2 separate regions of the Mus musculus genome follow, and region 2 is linked to region 1. A link is a contact called in public HiChIP or PLAC-seq data. All regions are on one chromosome and are shown on one strand. Each heading gives the region's core, a stretch centred on a gene start, on an enhancer-like site or on the middle of the called end of the contact. The rest is flanking DNA. Distances are from core to core; before and after follow the strand shown. Region 1 holds the start of Gm46242 (a long non-coding RNA gene). Region 2 overlaps Hdac4 (histone deacetylase 4).

What was found. HiChIP or PLAC-seq counts read pairs in DNA pulled down with a chosen protein or histone mark.
Region 2: a contact with region 1 is called in an HNF4G HiChIP or PLAC-seq map of pancreatic cancer cells. The contact joins two enhancer-like sites. A contact is called at or near these places in 7 of 484 Hi-C or Micro-C datasets (the 3T3-L1 cell line, 3T3-L1-derived adipocytes, cerebral cortex and 4 more), 3 of 115 datasets of contacts at active chromatin or transcription factors (bone marrow-derived macrophages, embryonic stem cells and pancreatic cancer cells) and 1 of 9 other capture datasets (embryonic stem cells).

Annotation. Positions count from the first base shown.
Region 1 is chr1:91,879,630-91,886,955 of GRCm38.p6, reverse strand. Gm46242 (a long non-coding RNA gene) reads left to right here and starts at 7,290. Exons shown (of 2, transcript XR_001779855.1): 1 at 7,290-7,326. Within about 2 kb of position 3,680, at least 12 of the 459 cell types and tissues checked have an H3K27ac peak or open chromatin away from gene starts, as enhancers often do. A contact at or near this core is called in pancreatic cancer cells, where this site is marked.
Region 2 is chr1:91,953,254-91,960,309 of GRCm38.p6, reverse strand. Hdac4 (histone deacetylase 4) reads left to right here. Exons shown (of 27, transcript NM_207225.2): 19 at 844-899; 20 at 1,868-1,955; 21 at 4,149-4,268; 22 at 4,923-5,020. Among named protein-coding and RNA genes, the nearest start is that of Gm46242, 77 kb to the right of the region's middle. Within about 2 kb of position 3,924, at least 48 of the 459 cell types and tissues checked have an H3K27ac peak or open chromatin away from gene starts, as enhancers often do. A contact at or near this core is called in pancreatic cancer cells, where this site is marked.

The DNA.
Region 1 (7,326 bases), core at 2,431-4,930:
AAGAAACAATCTTGTATCTTGAGAAGCTCAGAGTATTTTCATTAAAAGCAACTTATCACCTAGGAATGATCTCTGTCAATGGCTTAAGTTCTCCCAGTCCTTCCCGTAAATGTGCATAAAAGATAAAGGTGTTTCCAGCAGAATGCCAGTGCACCAAACCATTGTAATCCCTAAAGTCCACAGTTCTGTGGCTTTTTTTTTTTTCTTGTCTTTCGAAACAGGGTTTCTCTGTGTAGCCCTGGCTGTCCTGGAACTCACTTTGTAGACCAGGCTGGCCTCAAACTCAGAAATCCACCTGCCTCTGCCTCCTGAGTGCTGGGATTAAAGGCGTGCGCCACCACGCCTGGCAGTTCTGCGCCTTTTAATATATTCACAATGTTTGCAACCATCACCGTTATCTAATTCTAGGACCCACCATCATTCCAAAAGGAGAATTTATTAGTTACTCCTGCCTGGGTGTCGCCATTCCGATGCTCTTTAGATGCTTTCCCACTTTAAAACTGTCATTTCATCGTTGCGTTGTAAGAAATCTTACCCTGGGTACAGTTCATTTGCCAGATGTACAATTTTCCTAGAATTTCTACCATTCTGTGTGCTACTTTAAAATATGTGTGTGTGTGTGTGTGTGTGTGTGTGTGTGTGTGTGTGTATGCTTAAGAAAACAACTGTTATTTACATTTAGATAAAGTCAAATTTATCTGCTGTTTTCTTTGATTGCTTAAATTTTTATATCAAATCTAGGAGAAAATTGCCTAATTGCAATCATCTAAATGTCATAGTTTTGCTTAATCCATTTTCATTAATTTTCTGTACAAGGTGTGAAGAAGACCCAAAGCCGTTCTTCTGCAGGTGGCTAGTCAGTTGTCCCTGCACCATTGGTGATGTCATGATTCCCTTTCTCATTGAATTTTGACCATTTTTTTTATTTAAAATTTTTTCATTCAGTATATTTTAATCATGTTCCCCCCTCCTGCAACTCTTTCTAGCTCCCCCTACTCTCCTACCCACCCATGTTCTTTCTTTCTCAATGCCTTCCCCCCAAAATAACCCCCTCAGAAAACAGAAATAACCCAGTCTCTTTTGTGTTGTGCAACCAATCGTGGGCGTGGGGCCTGCCCTTTGAGCAGTTGCTATACAGGCAGTAACACTCTGTTGGAGAAAACCTGGGTTTTTCCTTTTGCAGAAGATGGTGATTGCAACTAGGCTCTTGGTCAGGGGTGGGACTTTGTGTTTGCTTCTCCCCCGCCCCCCACCCCGAGCTGGCTTTCCTCCGGTTTGAGCCTGTGCAGGTCTTGTTCATGCTTCCACTGTCTCCGGGAGTTCATGTGAGCATCAGTCCTATTGTGTCTGGAAGATGCTGCTGTGCTTTGAGTCACCCACTACCCCAGCCTCTTAGAATCTTTTCACCTCCTCGTTCAGAGTTCCCTGATCCCTGAGAGGACATTCATTTAAGGACTGAGGGCATCAAAGTCTCTCACTCTCTACATTGTCCAGTTGTGACTCTGTGCTAAGTCTCCCTTCCCAGTCGTCTCACGGGTGTTTTGGTTTTTTCATTTTTTTGTTGTTATTTTTTTATTAGGTATTTTCCTCATTTACATTTCCAATGCTATCCCAAAAGTCCCCCATACCCCCCCCCCGTTATTTTTGTTTTTGATGATTCTAGAACATGATTTTAATATTTTTAACTGTTGCTATTCAACAAACAGAATAGTTATTTTAAGATAAACTTTGTTGTTATGTCTCCCTTTTCATTTCTGATTTTATTAATTTGGATACTGTCTCTGTGCCCTCTGGTTAGTCTGGCTAAGGGTTTATCTATCTTGTTGACTTTCTCAAAGAACCAGCTCCTGGTTTTGTTGACTCCTTGCATAGTTCTTTTTGCTTCTATTTGGTTTGATTATTTCCTGCCCTCTACTCCTCTTGGGTGTATTTGCTTCTTTTTGTTCTAGAGCTTTCAGGTGTGCTGTCAAGCTGCTAGTGTAAGCTCTCTTCAGTTTCTTTTGGGGGGCACTTAGAGCTATGAGTTTTCCTCCTACCACTGCTTTCATTGTGTCCCATAAGTTTTGGTATGATGTGTCTTTGTTTTCATTAAATTCTAAAAAGTCTTTGATTTCCTTCTTTATTTCTTCCTTGACCAAGTTATCATTGAGTAGGGCATTGTTCAGCTTCCATGTGTATGTGTGCTTCCCGTTGTTTTTGTTGGTATTTAAGACCAGCCTTAGTCCATGGTGATCTGAGAGGGTGCATGAGATTATTTCAATCTTCTTGTATCTGTTGAGGCCTGTTTTGTGGCCAATTATTTGGTCAGTTTTGGAGAGGATACCATGAGGTGCTGAGAAGAAGGTATATTCTTTTGCTTTAGGATGAAATGTTCTATAAATATCTGTTAAATCCATTTGGTTCATAGCTTCTGTTAGTTTCACTGTGTCTCTGTTTAGTTTCTGTTTCCATGATCTGTCCATTGCTGAGAGTAGGATGTTGAAGTCTCCCGCTTTTATTGCATGGGACGGGATGTATGCTTTGAGCTTTACTAGTTTCTTTTATGAATGTGGGTGTCCTTGCATTTGGAGCATAGATGTTCAGAAATGAGAGTTCATCTTGGTAGATTTTTTCCTTGACCAGTATGAAGAGTCCTTCCTTATCTTTTTTTGATAACTTTTGGTTGAGAGTTGATTTTATTTGAAATTAGAATGGCCATTCCAGCTTGTTTCTTGGGACCATTTGCTTGAAAAATTGTTTTCCAACCTTTTACTCTGAGATAGTGTCTGTCTTTGTCACTGAGGTGTGTTTCCTGTATGCAGCAAAATGCTGAGTCCTGTTCATGTATCCAGTTTCTTAGTCTATGTCTTTTTGGGGGGAACTGAGTCCATTGATGTTAAGAGATATTAAGGAACAGTGATTGTTACTTCCTGTTATTTTTGTTTTTAGAGGTGGAATTATGTTTGTGTTGCTATCTTCTTTTGGGTTTGTTGAAAGATTACTGCCTTGCTTTTTCTAGAGTGTAGTTTCCCTCCTTGGGTTGGTACTTTCCATCTATTATCCTTTGTAGGGCTGGATCTATGGAAAGCTATTGTGTAAATTTGGTTTTGTCCTGGAATACCTTGGTTTCTCCATCCATGGTAATTGAGAGATTTGCTGGGTGTTCTTACGGGCTTTTTAATCACTCCATTTCAGGTTTTTTTTTTTTTTTTTTTGGTATTAAAACGCCTTTTGGTACACTATTTAAATTCCCTTTGCTATGCATTTTTGGCAATTTTTCATTTGCTTTTCTTTTGGCCTTAAGAGTTTCCTTAGCATTTATGGGTGGGGCAGGTTTGCAAGTGACAAGTTCTCTTGCTTTTTCTTTTAACGTCTGCGATGTCTCCCTCTTTCTTCTTTTGTGAAGAAAGTACTGTTGACTCCTCTGGCACAGTTTTCATTTTCATTGCTGTGCTTGTCACTCCAGGACCTCCATGTAGCTCTTTCACAAAAGTTAAGATCAAAACAGGTAAGGCATCTGCCAGTGCTGGTGGAGACATGGAGGGAAGGGAAGCCCTGCACACTGTGCTGAGGGTAAATACTTTAGTCACTATGAAGAATGGAATGTCGCTTCCTCAGAAAAACAAACATGTGAAGCTACAGCAAGATCAGCAGTCCCACAGCTGGGCGTACAGCCAAAGAAAACAAAGCAAAATCAGTGTGTCCCCGAGACGTGTGCACACTGGTGTTCACCTGGCACAGTTCTCAAATGGGGTGAACACAGGGCTGCCTGTGTCTATCAAATGACTATTGAATAAAGGAAGCATGGTACTCACTGGCTAGGGAACACCATTCAGCCTTCCTGAGCACGTGGAAGCTTCTACTATGTTGCAGAAGGCAGTAGAGATAGATTTTGTTTTTAGAGAAATAAGGCAGACACAAAAAGGCCAACACTTTGTGCTCTCATGTGTGGGATCTAACCAGGCTGATCTCCCAGTGATGGGCAAAGGCTGGGAGACTAGGAGGCAGGTAGGGATACCGGGACTAGCAGAAGCTAAGCTACAGTTAAGCCAAGCATGGAGGCCTGGTAGATCTTCTGTGTTGCCTCTCCACAGGGTGACCACAGATATCAGTTGTGCATGGTGCCTTTCAGGAGCCTAGAAGGAAGGATGGCTGAAGTCTCTGTCTCCCTGAGCTGACAGCGTGCACCCACTTATCCCAAACCCCGAGAACTGGAAAGTTGCAGACAGTCTGCAGGACTGAGCCCACAGCCCAAGTTACCCATTAGATAAAGTTTGTGTCTTCAGCCAATGAGAAGGGAGATTTAGGAAGGGCAAGTCCTGGCCTATGGGAAGAGAGGACAGGAATTCCTTGTGGTTGGAGAACCTTAAAAACCACTGCCTTGCACCAAATCAGCATGCTGGTCCTATGTACCTTTTCTGGGTCCCTTTCTGAAGATGATATTTTAAAAACAGCTTCATTTTCATGACCCTCTTGAATTTGTAGTTATCTAATTCCCTATATAAGTAACTTTATTTAAACATTGCACATTGTGCACATATGCCAAAATGGCAGTACATTAGTTATTTATTTATATTTTATTTTTTTAATTTTAGTTTCTTGGTTTTTCCACACAGAGTTTCTATGCGCTCTGGCTGTCCTAGAATTCACTCTGTAGACCAGACCAGCCTCCAACTCACAGAGATCCACCTGTCTCTGCCTCCCAAGTGCTGGGATTAAAATTGTGCACCACCACTGCCTGGCACAACTTTTTATTTTTAATGTACCTCTTAAAAATAAGTAGGGGAAAGATCAATCAAAATAAATAAAAATAACTATTTCTATTGATCTTTTGTTTCATTGAGACACAATTATAATTTTTCCTCCAGTTATTTTAATTACTTAAGTAATTAATTCATCCATTAGTTTACATCTCAAATATTGCTCCCCCTCCTCGTCCCTCCCTCACTGATACTTTCATCCTATTCCTCCCCCTCTTCTCCTCTGAGAGGTAGGATTCCCCCCGCCCCGTCAGGTATCCCCCGTGCCCCTGACACATCAAGTCTCTGCCAGATTAGGTGGATCCTCTCCCACTGAGGCCGACAGGGCAGCCATGAGGACTGAGCTTCCTGTCTGCTACATAGGTGCTGGAGGAGGGGGCGGCTTATTCTACCCTATGTATGTTTTTTGCTTGGTGGCTCAGGGGATCCAGGTTTGTTGACTCTGTTGTTCTTCCTGTGGGGTTCCCATCTTCTTCTGGTCCTTCAATCCTTCCCCCAACTCTTCCATAAGTGTCCCCAAACTCCATCTAATGTTTGGCTGTTCCTCCAGCCAGTTTAAATAGTTACATTTTATTTAATATATTTAAAATAATTAACTTAAGTTCTTTATCAAGTCCAATACCTAGGTAGGACACCAGACAGCTTCCTCTGATTTCCCCCACAAAGACCACACTCCCTTACTGCTTTGCCTCATTCGGGAACATTTTAAGGAATATAATTGAAAGAATGCAGTGTTAGCATCTTGCTGCTGCACAGCCACAGCCCCCTTTCACAGATACTGACGGATCCCTACGGAGACGCGTCTGTGAGTCCTTAGCTGACAGGTTTCCAGACTCCAGGATCTCAAACCTGAGACGTTAGTTTATGTTAAAGGGGAGATTGGTGGCCATGAGTCCTGTTCCACCCCTTCCCAGTGTCTGGCGTAGGAATCAGAAAGCCTATCTGCCGGCTCAGACTGGGAACCTCCCCCTCATTCTCAGAGAGCTATAAGAAGGTCCCAAGTACTGTTGGATGAGCCCTGATTTCCTTCCTGTCTTCAGAGCCCTCCATCCCACGCCCCATCTGTCTCTGGTCCAGGGGCCTGAAGTCTCCTCAGAGGCATCACCTCGATGTTGTTTGTCAGGGTATCCATGACGTTGAATTAATCTTTTGGCTTCGAGGAGAGCTGTCTCGGTGTCCACTGTCACATCTGAGACTGCTCTGAACACAGCTGAGTTCTCTGGTTCTGCAGTTGGTGGTGTAATTGTGACTGCTTGCTCAACAAGCTAGTCCTGCATTGTCTCATGCTTCCAAGTCCGTGCTCTGCTTAGCAAGATGTTCATGGCTGGACAGAAATTTCCTAAGCTCTGGGGCAGACATTCTCAGAACTTTTGAAGGCACACGTGTGTGTGTGTGTGTGTGTGTGTGTGTGTGTGTGTGTGTGTCTGAATGTCAGGGTGATTCTTAACTCTCCAACAAGCGGGTTTCACTAGTCTTCCCTTCCTGCTTGCTGAGAACCTCAGATTCAGCCAGTACCAAAGCCACCTCAGTCCTTGGAGCCTGGAACACGTGCTCAGCCTTAGGCTCGCAAGCTGCCTTTGGGATGTCACCAATGTAGAGTTCTTTTTACGTGTTTGTCCACTTGGCATTACCACAAATCACTGCAGTGATAAGCCGTTAGCATCGCCAACAGGCTGAGGTGAGGCTCTCCTGGAGTGGGTTCTCCACAGCGCTGCTGCCCTCCAAACGTCCTTGGGCCAGAGGGATCCTGTACCGTGCCAGGCTGTTGCAGGGCAGGGGGAGGGAAAACACTGTGTGTCTCACTGCTTGAACCGAGAGTCAGTTTTCTTGAGTAAATGCTTTCAGGGATTATTGCAAGCCTTTCGCTAATCTTAAATTTGGAGAAGCTTCTTTTGCACCCCCACGCGTGGCTTGTATGTGGGTGTTTGGAAACTTTCTTCTGTCTTCCCCGTGAGTATTGCAGTTATTCTTAGCTCGGCATTTGGTCCATGGAGTCAACCTGCGTTTTCAAAAACCAAAAGCAGTAAAAAAGAGTCAGCCTATGTTCTCTTATCTCGGCCATGATCTTAAAGTCTGTCTTCTGGGTGTTTGTGGTCATAGTTGCCATGTAATCCTGACACTAGAAGACCGTTAGGAGAAATGATCCAAGTGTTCATAATTCTGATGGAGGAAGATGTGGGCACAGAGACTGTGGTGGCTATTCCTGGTTGTCAACTTAATGACATCTGGAACGAACTACAATCCAGAAATGGAGGGCACACCTGTGATCCAGATCTTGAGGCTGGAAGACACAGGCTTTTGACTCGGATCTTGACATGGAGATCTTGAGGCATAGTGGCCATGAAAATCATAGGCCCAGGCAAGGTAGTACATGCCTCTAATCCCAGGAGACGGAAGCAAGGGGATCCCTAAGTTCAAGCTCAGCCTGGGACAAAGCAAGTCCCAGATCCAGGCATGGTGGTACACATCTTTAATCTGGGCCACACCTTCTTCTGGAAGCCTACATAAGGACATTGGAAGAAGGAAGACTCACTCTTCTTTGCCTGCTTGCATTTACCTTCCAGCACATCTGTTGGAACCTGCTTCT
Region 2 (7,056 bases), core at 2,675-5,174, 73 kb before region 1:
TGCCATGTCCTGTCCTAAGGAGCCAGCTTAGCAGTCCAGCACCCTTGTTAGTAGTCAGCCGACTTTTTTGTGCTCAGTTAAAGCTTCATCACTTCTTGGTGTTGGTGAAGAGTCAGAGGCCTAATTGAGTGTTTTTACAGCAGCAGTCCCAGGGGTGTACCGTTGGTTCTGTAAAGTATGAGCAGCGGGGAGCTGGTTATACAACCATGCCATCTAGTGCCAACTCTGTAGTGGTTCTTCAGGGTGGGAGGAGAGTTGGGGACTGTAGGAGCTGTCTGTTTCCCCAACAGCTAAGCTGCAGTCAGGATAGAGGTGAGTCCAAGACCTGCTTGAGGCATGACATGGATCTAGCAGCACCCTATATGAACATTCTTTATTCTTTTTAAGAGAATGAGAAAATAAGTTCTCATTTAGCCAAGCTAGCCTCTAGCTCACAGTATAGCTGAGAGTGGCCTCAAGTTCCTGATCTTGCTGCTGGGATTATAGCATTCACCACCATAGCCAGCTTTCTTTCATTTGTATCCTTGTCTGCCATAAGGCTGCTGGTGAACAACATGCAACAAGACTATCCCAGACCCTAACCCACACGCCCTCCAATGGCAGCCCTGACCCATAGGCACTTAAAAACAGAACTGAGGGTCTACTCTCTGTCCTCAGGTCACATGCCTTAAAAATGGAGCCAGATTGCCTGCAAAACAAGGCTCAGCTAACCCCATTCCCCATCCATATCGTGACTAGTAGTAATGGAAACCGCATCCTTCTGTGAATTCTGAATATAGTGACTTTCTTGTGGATAAGAAATGTCTTTCCTCACTATTTCCCACTGTCTGCTGTCATCTGCAGAATGGCTTTGCTGTGGTTCGTCCCCCAGGACACCATGCCGAGGAGAGCACACCCATGTAAGTGGGCAAGCAGGCTGATTAAAAGCATGGGTAACAGGGCTGGGTGAGCATCTGGGGGCCCGGGGAGGAACTGAGTGGCCTTGTGCACATCACCCAGGGTGTATTGCTTTGTCTCCTCTGCCCACAGCAAACATAGACATGTGATTTGAGGCCCATGCAGTTGGACGAGGAGTATGGGCACTGCCACCTGTTAGCTTCCCCAGTGGGTGTATCAGAGGTGGTTCAAGTGGTAAAAATGAGTATGACATCAGGGAGGCTGTGCCACAGATGGGCGTGGTGATGGTTCCCGTCTCTAGCCCACAGGAATAGTACCATTCACATTTTTGATGGGTTTTACCACCTTTTTAACCAAGCAGGATAATTGTTCAGAGCCTTCCCCAGAGGCTGACCCAGTTAGATATATTCTAGATAATCTAGATTCTGTCAAGTCAACCAATATTAACCATTAACAGTGTTTGTATGTCTTCAGTGTGTGTGTGTGTGTGTGTGTGTGTGCGCGCGCGCATGCGTGCACACGCGCATCTGATCTATGTATATGTGTCTGTGTATATTTGTGCTGTTTGCATGTGTGTTTGTGTATGCTTGTATGTTGTGTCTGTAGGTGGGTGTAGGCACTTAAGTGTGCCTGTGTGTATATCTGGGGTTGGGGGAGGTTCTCTGTGGTGGGTAGATATCTTCTGTGGTATGTGTACTCATATAACGGTGTATACATGTGTGTCTGTGGAGGATAGTATGTGTGTCTGATGGGTGAATCTTACGTGGCACATGTGCTTCTGTGCCTGTGAATCTATGGCATATGTGTATTTAGTGTGGCTTCATGTGTCTATAATCTGTTGGTCCATCACCACCATCACTTGAGGTCCGCAGAAGAACCAGCTGGCCTTCCCCTGAACCCTCATAGGGACTTTAGACAATGCTCTGCTATGAATGGTGTAAAAAACAGTAACTAGGTGTCTCTTCTGCAGGGGTTTCTGCTACTTTAACTCCGTGGCAGTTGCAGCCAAACTTCTCCAGCAGAGGCTGAATGTGAGCAAGATCCTCATTGTAGACTGGGTGAGTGGATGCCTCATTAGCCAGTTCTGGGGAGAGCATGCATGCCCACCTGTCTCCCCAGTGGACAGCCTGATTGAGCACTGGGCCTTGTCCTGTTGATACTTGGAATTGAGGAACTGAACTCTCTGGAAACAGTCTCAGAGATCAGAGAAGCCTGCATCCATTAGAAGTTGGTTTCAAGACTTTGGCCAGCTGATCCTAACCTCATGGGCCCTGACCTGCAGGATCGTGCCCATAGTGAGGATTGCCACCATGGCTGGTCCTCAGCAGTGTCTCTAGGAAGCTGGAGAATCGAAGGTCAAGTTCAACCTTTCTCTATGCTCTGACCTGGGGACATGGACCTGGACTGCCCACTTGTGCTAGCTGAAAGTCACACCACACACATGACTAAGCCTCCATCTTCCTAAATGAACAGAGCTTCTTATAACCCCACTATGGAGTGGCTGATTTTTCTCTGAGAGTTAAGCCAAATGTCACTGTCCCATGAGTAGACAGGTGTTGAGGTGTGCCTGCCAGCACTCCTTAGTTACAGTGCTTACGTGTCATAAACTCCAAACACCAGGAAAAGAGGCAATCTGGGCTTCTGCCAGGCTGGATCACCCTGGTCCTGGCTGAGAGAAGTGGTCTTCAGGACATGCGTGCTGGGTAGCCCTGTTCTACAGAATTATATGTTACATGAAAAGCGGTAAGAAACCAGTGGTTCTAATATATACCTGCACACAGAAACTCTTTAGTACTGATGTCTCATAACATCCTTTATACTAAGCCCACATCAGGTTGGGACAGCATTTGGATTTCAAGCCCTTCTCAGTTTCAAAAAGAACCAACAAAATATAAACCAGAAGAACAAGTCAACTTGGGTCTGGAACAGGGCCTGAGCAAGGCAGGAAGGTTGTAGTTTTCTACACCAGTGAACCTGTCCCCTCCTCCATCCTGGCCCTTCCTTAGGGAACAAGCAGAGAAGTGGCAAAAACAAACAAACAAACAAACAAAAAACAGAAGTGCCATGCAGTTGGTGGCTACATAGATGTGACAATTATGTTCTGGGAACAAGGAAGTCAGCAGGTGACCCACATAGACAGTCTCGTCTTCCCAGGGCTGCAGGACATGCTCCCCAGGGCCACACTTTGTCTTAAAATGCATGATGGTAACACACATAGATACTACTATGATTCATTTACAGTACTCATCCACTTACTGTACAGTGTTACCAATGGTTCCTCCTTCCACCAGGAACCTGGTGCGTGGCATGAAAGGCTCTTGTGTTTGTGAGCGCTGGGGCATCCATCCACAGTGTGCACTGAGCACAGATGAATGACCCTGTAGAAAAAGCTTTCCTCATTCTCTGTCTCTGTCTCTCTTCCTGTCTGTCTGTCTGTCTCTCTCTCTCTCACACACACACAGAGAGAGAGAGAGAGAGGGAGAGAGAGAGAGAGAGAGAGAGAGAGCGCTATGCAGCCCAAAACCACCTAGCCTGCCCATCCTGGAAACTAAGTCCCATGACCTACAACAGTGGCCACCGGCCTGGCAGAAACCAAAGCTGCCTCTTGATAAATGTGCATCAAGTCTTAAGAAAAGAGCTGGTCATTTTCTTTTCAGGGTGGGGGGTCACTCATGACCACCTAGGGTCAACTGCCACATATCCTATGTCAGTCGTTCTCAATCTTCCTAATGCTGCAGACTTTAATGCAGTTCTTGTGTTGTGACCCCCCAATTATAAAATTATTTTCGCCACTCTTTCATAATTGTAATTTTGCTAGTTATGAATCGTAATGTAAATATCTGATATGCAGGAACTCTGATATGCAGCCCCAAAGGGGTTGCGACACACAGCTTGAGAACAGCTGCCCTTTGTGACGTGCCTGTAAGTAGCCAACCCACAATTAGTGATTATCCTTAGGAAATGGCTCACTTACCACAAATAAGGCAGGCATGTGAGATTACTCAGATGGCTTTGTTGACATAGCAGCCTCAGCTCAGCTAGAAGCCTAACCCCATCTATCCCTTTCACTGAAGTCAGGACTACACTATGTGCTCAGAGTTACTCAGACTCTTGCCTCAGCATTTCTGTAATGCTGCATGTACCCACAATACCTGACCATGAGGTGTACCAGAGATTCCAGGCTATTCACCTAGTAGGAGGGTCGAACTCAAGGCCTGATCCTCCCTGAGCCAGTTCTCTTGTTCTCTTAGGATGTACATCATGGGAATGGGACCCAGCAGGCCTTCTACAATGACCCCAATGTTCTCTACATGTCCCTGCACCGCTATGACGATGGGAACTTCTTCCCAGGAAGTGGAGCACCAGATGAGGTATGTGGAGTGTATGAAACTTTGTGAGTATCTGGAGGAGAACAAGCTATCTTGGAGCCAGATACCACAGCTACCAAGAGAACCAGGCAGGTGCAGGCCCTGCATCTGCCACAGAAGTAGTATTTCACACTTGTTACAGCTCAGGTTGCCCTGCCAGAAATGCTAGCCTGGATTATCCTGTGCATGATTTAGGCCAGAATTTTTTCTAGTTTAGTGGGAATCTGCACACCAAATCTGGTTACATTCAGAGTGAGCAAAGCACACACTAAGGGAGGTTGCTGAGCTGCTCCCCAGGACTCCTGCTTCTCTACCTTGTGATGATACTCCCAGCCACTGTGGTTAGGGGGCATCTTTAAGCAGCATGCCCAGGGACACAGAGCTTGCCCCTGAAGATGGTCCCACAGTAGAGTCACTTTTGTCTTTCAGTGATTCCTCCTAGTTCAGGGCCTGTAGATAACTGCAGCCCTGTGAAAACTGTACCGCTGACGACAGTGCCTGGCACTGGTAGCCAGCTTCACTGGTGAGCTCACACACATATGCACGGGACATGTAGCTATCCCTGTGGGCACGCCAGTCCAATCCACCCTAGTTCAAGTGTTGGTTGTGCCAGGTATTCTCTTGAGTTGGTGACAGTTTCTCTCCTTGTGGCCGCAGGTGGGCACAGGGCCAGGCGTGGGTTTCAATGTCAACATGGCTTTCACGGGTGGCCTCGAACCCCCCATGGGAGACGCTGAGTACTTGGCAGCCTTCAGGTGAGTACCCCACTGTCCAACCACAGAGGCTGGTTCTTCTGAGTCCAGGGCAGCCAAGTCATCTGGAGACTCTGGAGTTAATTGTTGTACTGCCTCACTTCTCTTAGGAGTTCCCTTTTCTGAGAGCCTGTTGAGTCCCAGTGGTAAGATGGGGAGGTGATAGAAGGGGAAGTTTTCTGCTGTGCTAGAAAGTATTCATGAGTCACTGAAAACTGAGGATGTAAAGATCTCATTCCCTGCTCATTATTCCACAAACCCTTTGTAAAAGGAAAGTGGAACTGAATGAAGGAGAGCGATAGCTCACACTACATCGTCTGTGCTGATCTGGTCCCTCACACTGGCTGCTTTTTACAAAGTACTGACTTCCATCCTCCACAGTTCTTTTTATTACCATCAGGCCAGACTGCAGCCAACAGTGGATGGCTGGGCCCCGCTTTCTTCCTGTGTTACTGTGGCAGCTTTCCCCAGCCATTGTGCACTGTGGAGGCTCCAGACGAGTTAGCCATAGCCCAGGAGTAGTTCCTGGGCCTGCATGGCCCGTGGGGGGCCTTGGGTCTCAAAATGCACTTTTTTTTTGTATTATGGATAAGAACATCAACGGACCTCCAAGGGTCTTCTCTGCCTCTTCTGTAATTCTGGGGTCATGTCTTGACCTCTATACATATGAAGTACATATGTACAGGCAGGTGCCTTGTGTGTGTGTGTAGATATATGTACATGTGTCTATGTGATTCTGAGTGGTACTATGTATATGTCTTTATCTCTCTCTCTCCCTCCCTCTCCCCCCCCCCCCGCCCCGTGTGTCTGTGTGTCTGTGTGTGTCCCTGTATATGCCTATTGCTGTGTGTTTATATGCTTATTCCGTAAGACATAGATCTCTGGAGGTTTGAGCAAGTGTGTGTGCATGTATGCAAGTGTATATGCCCCTAGTCAGTGAGATGTGTCCGTAAAGTTTATATAGACCTGCCATGTGCTCTTTAGCTGTGGAGCCAGTCTCAGGGCACTTCCCAGCATCTGCTTGCTCATTTTGAAGTAGGTTTTCAGTCCCACTTCTCATTGGACAGGTGGTTGGGATCCAGTATGGTAGAGTCCTGGCCGAGTGGGTGAGAGTTGACTGGCTCATCAGTAGTTCCTAGAAGTGACATATCTCATTTGACACGATTACAAAGGTCTGCTGTTCAGCTGTTGGCTAGGTGCAGGCAGGGATCGCTCAGGCCTTAGAAGCTTCATGCTGCCTATGACCTGCTCCTCTCCTCTTATACCTTTGGTTGAACCACATTGATCTGTGCTCACCTCACTTACAACCCTCCCCTAAACACTAGAAAGTCCATGGAAGCTGAGCCTGAGAGCCAGGACTGTCATGCACTCGCCCAATAGCACTGAAGCCTGGCTCTCTCCTCAGCACTGGAGATATGATTTATCCGTGGTAAGAGAGAAAGTCATTGCCCAGTAAGCGGCCTTTATTTCTGAGTGGATGCTGTTTGCAGGTCAGGGCCTGTGAAGGCCTCATGGTGGCTATGGTACAGAAAGAAGATAATACTCTTGATGACAATAAATGGATACCCTCCACTCATCAGTCCTTACAGCTGAGTGACTGGGCCGGCCCTCATCCCCCAGGCCTTGTGCTTCACAGGGGGAATTTCTTGAGTGTGCCTGCAGTTCTGTGGTCCTGGGCCCCAAGTCTGATCCCTGGTGTCCCTGGCCAGGTATGTGCAGTGTCTGAACTTCCTGGCCGGCCTTTGAGGTGAGCCTTCCTTCCTCACCCTGACATCTGTTCTAGTGTTTGGAAAGTGTATGAATGATAACCCCTTATTGAGAGCGCCTTCTAAAGCTTCAATCGCTTCTTTGAAAAGGGAAATTGTTTCAGGTTGTCTTTTTTTTTTTTTTTATTGATTTTAATGTAAAGTAGCACTTTGAAGTTCACAATTTATAGTTCCCTGGGCATCAGGTGGGGAAGGGGGTCAGAGGCTCATTCTCCCTTTCTTCTTCAGTCTCCGCCTTTGGGGCCCCTTGGGACAAGGCATGCCTCAAAGGCA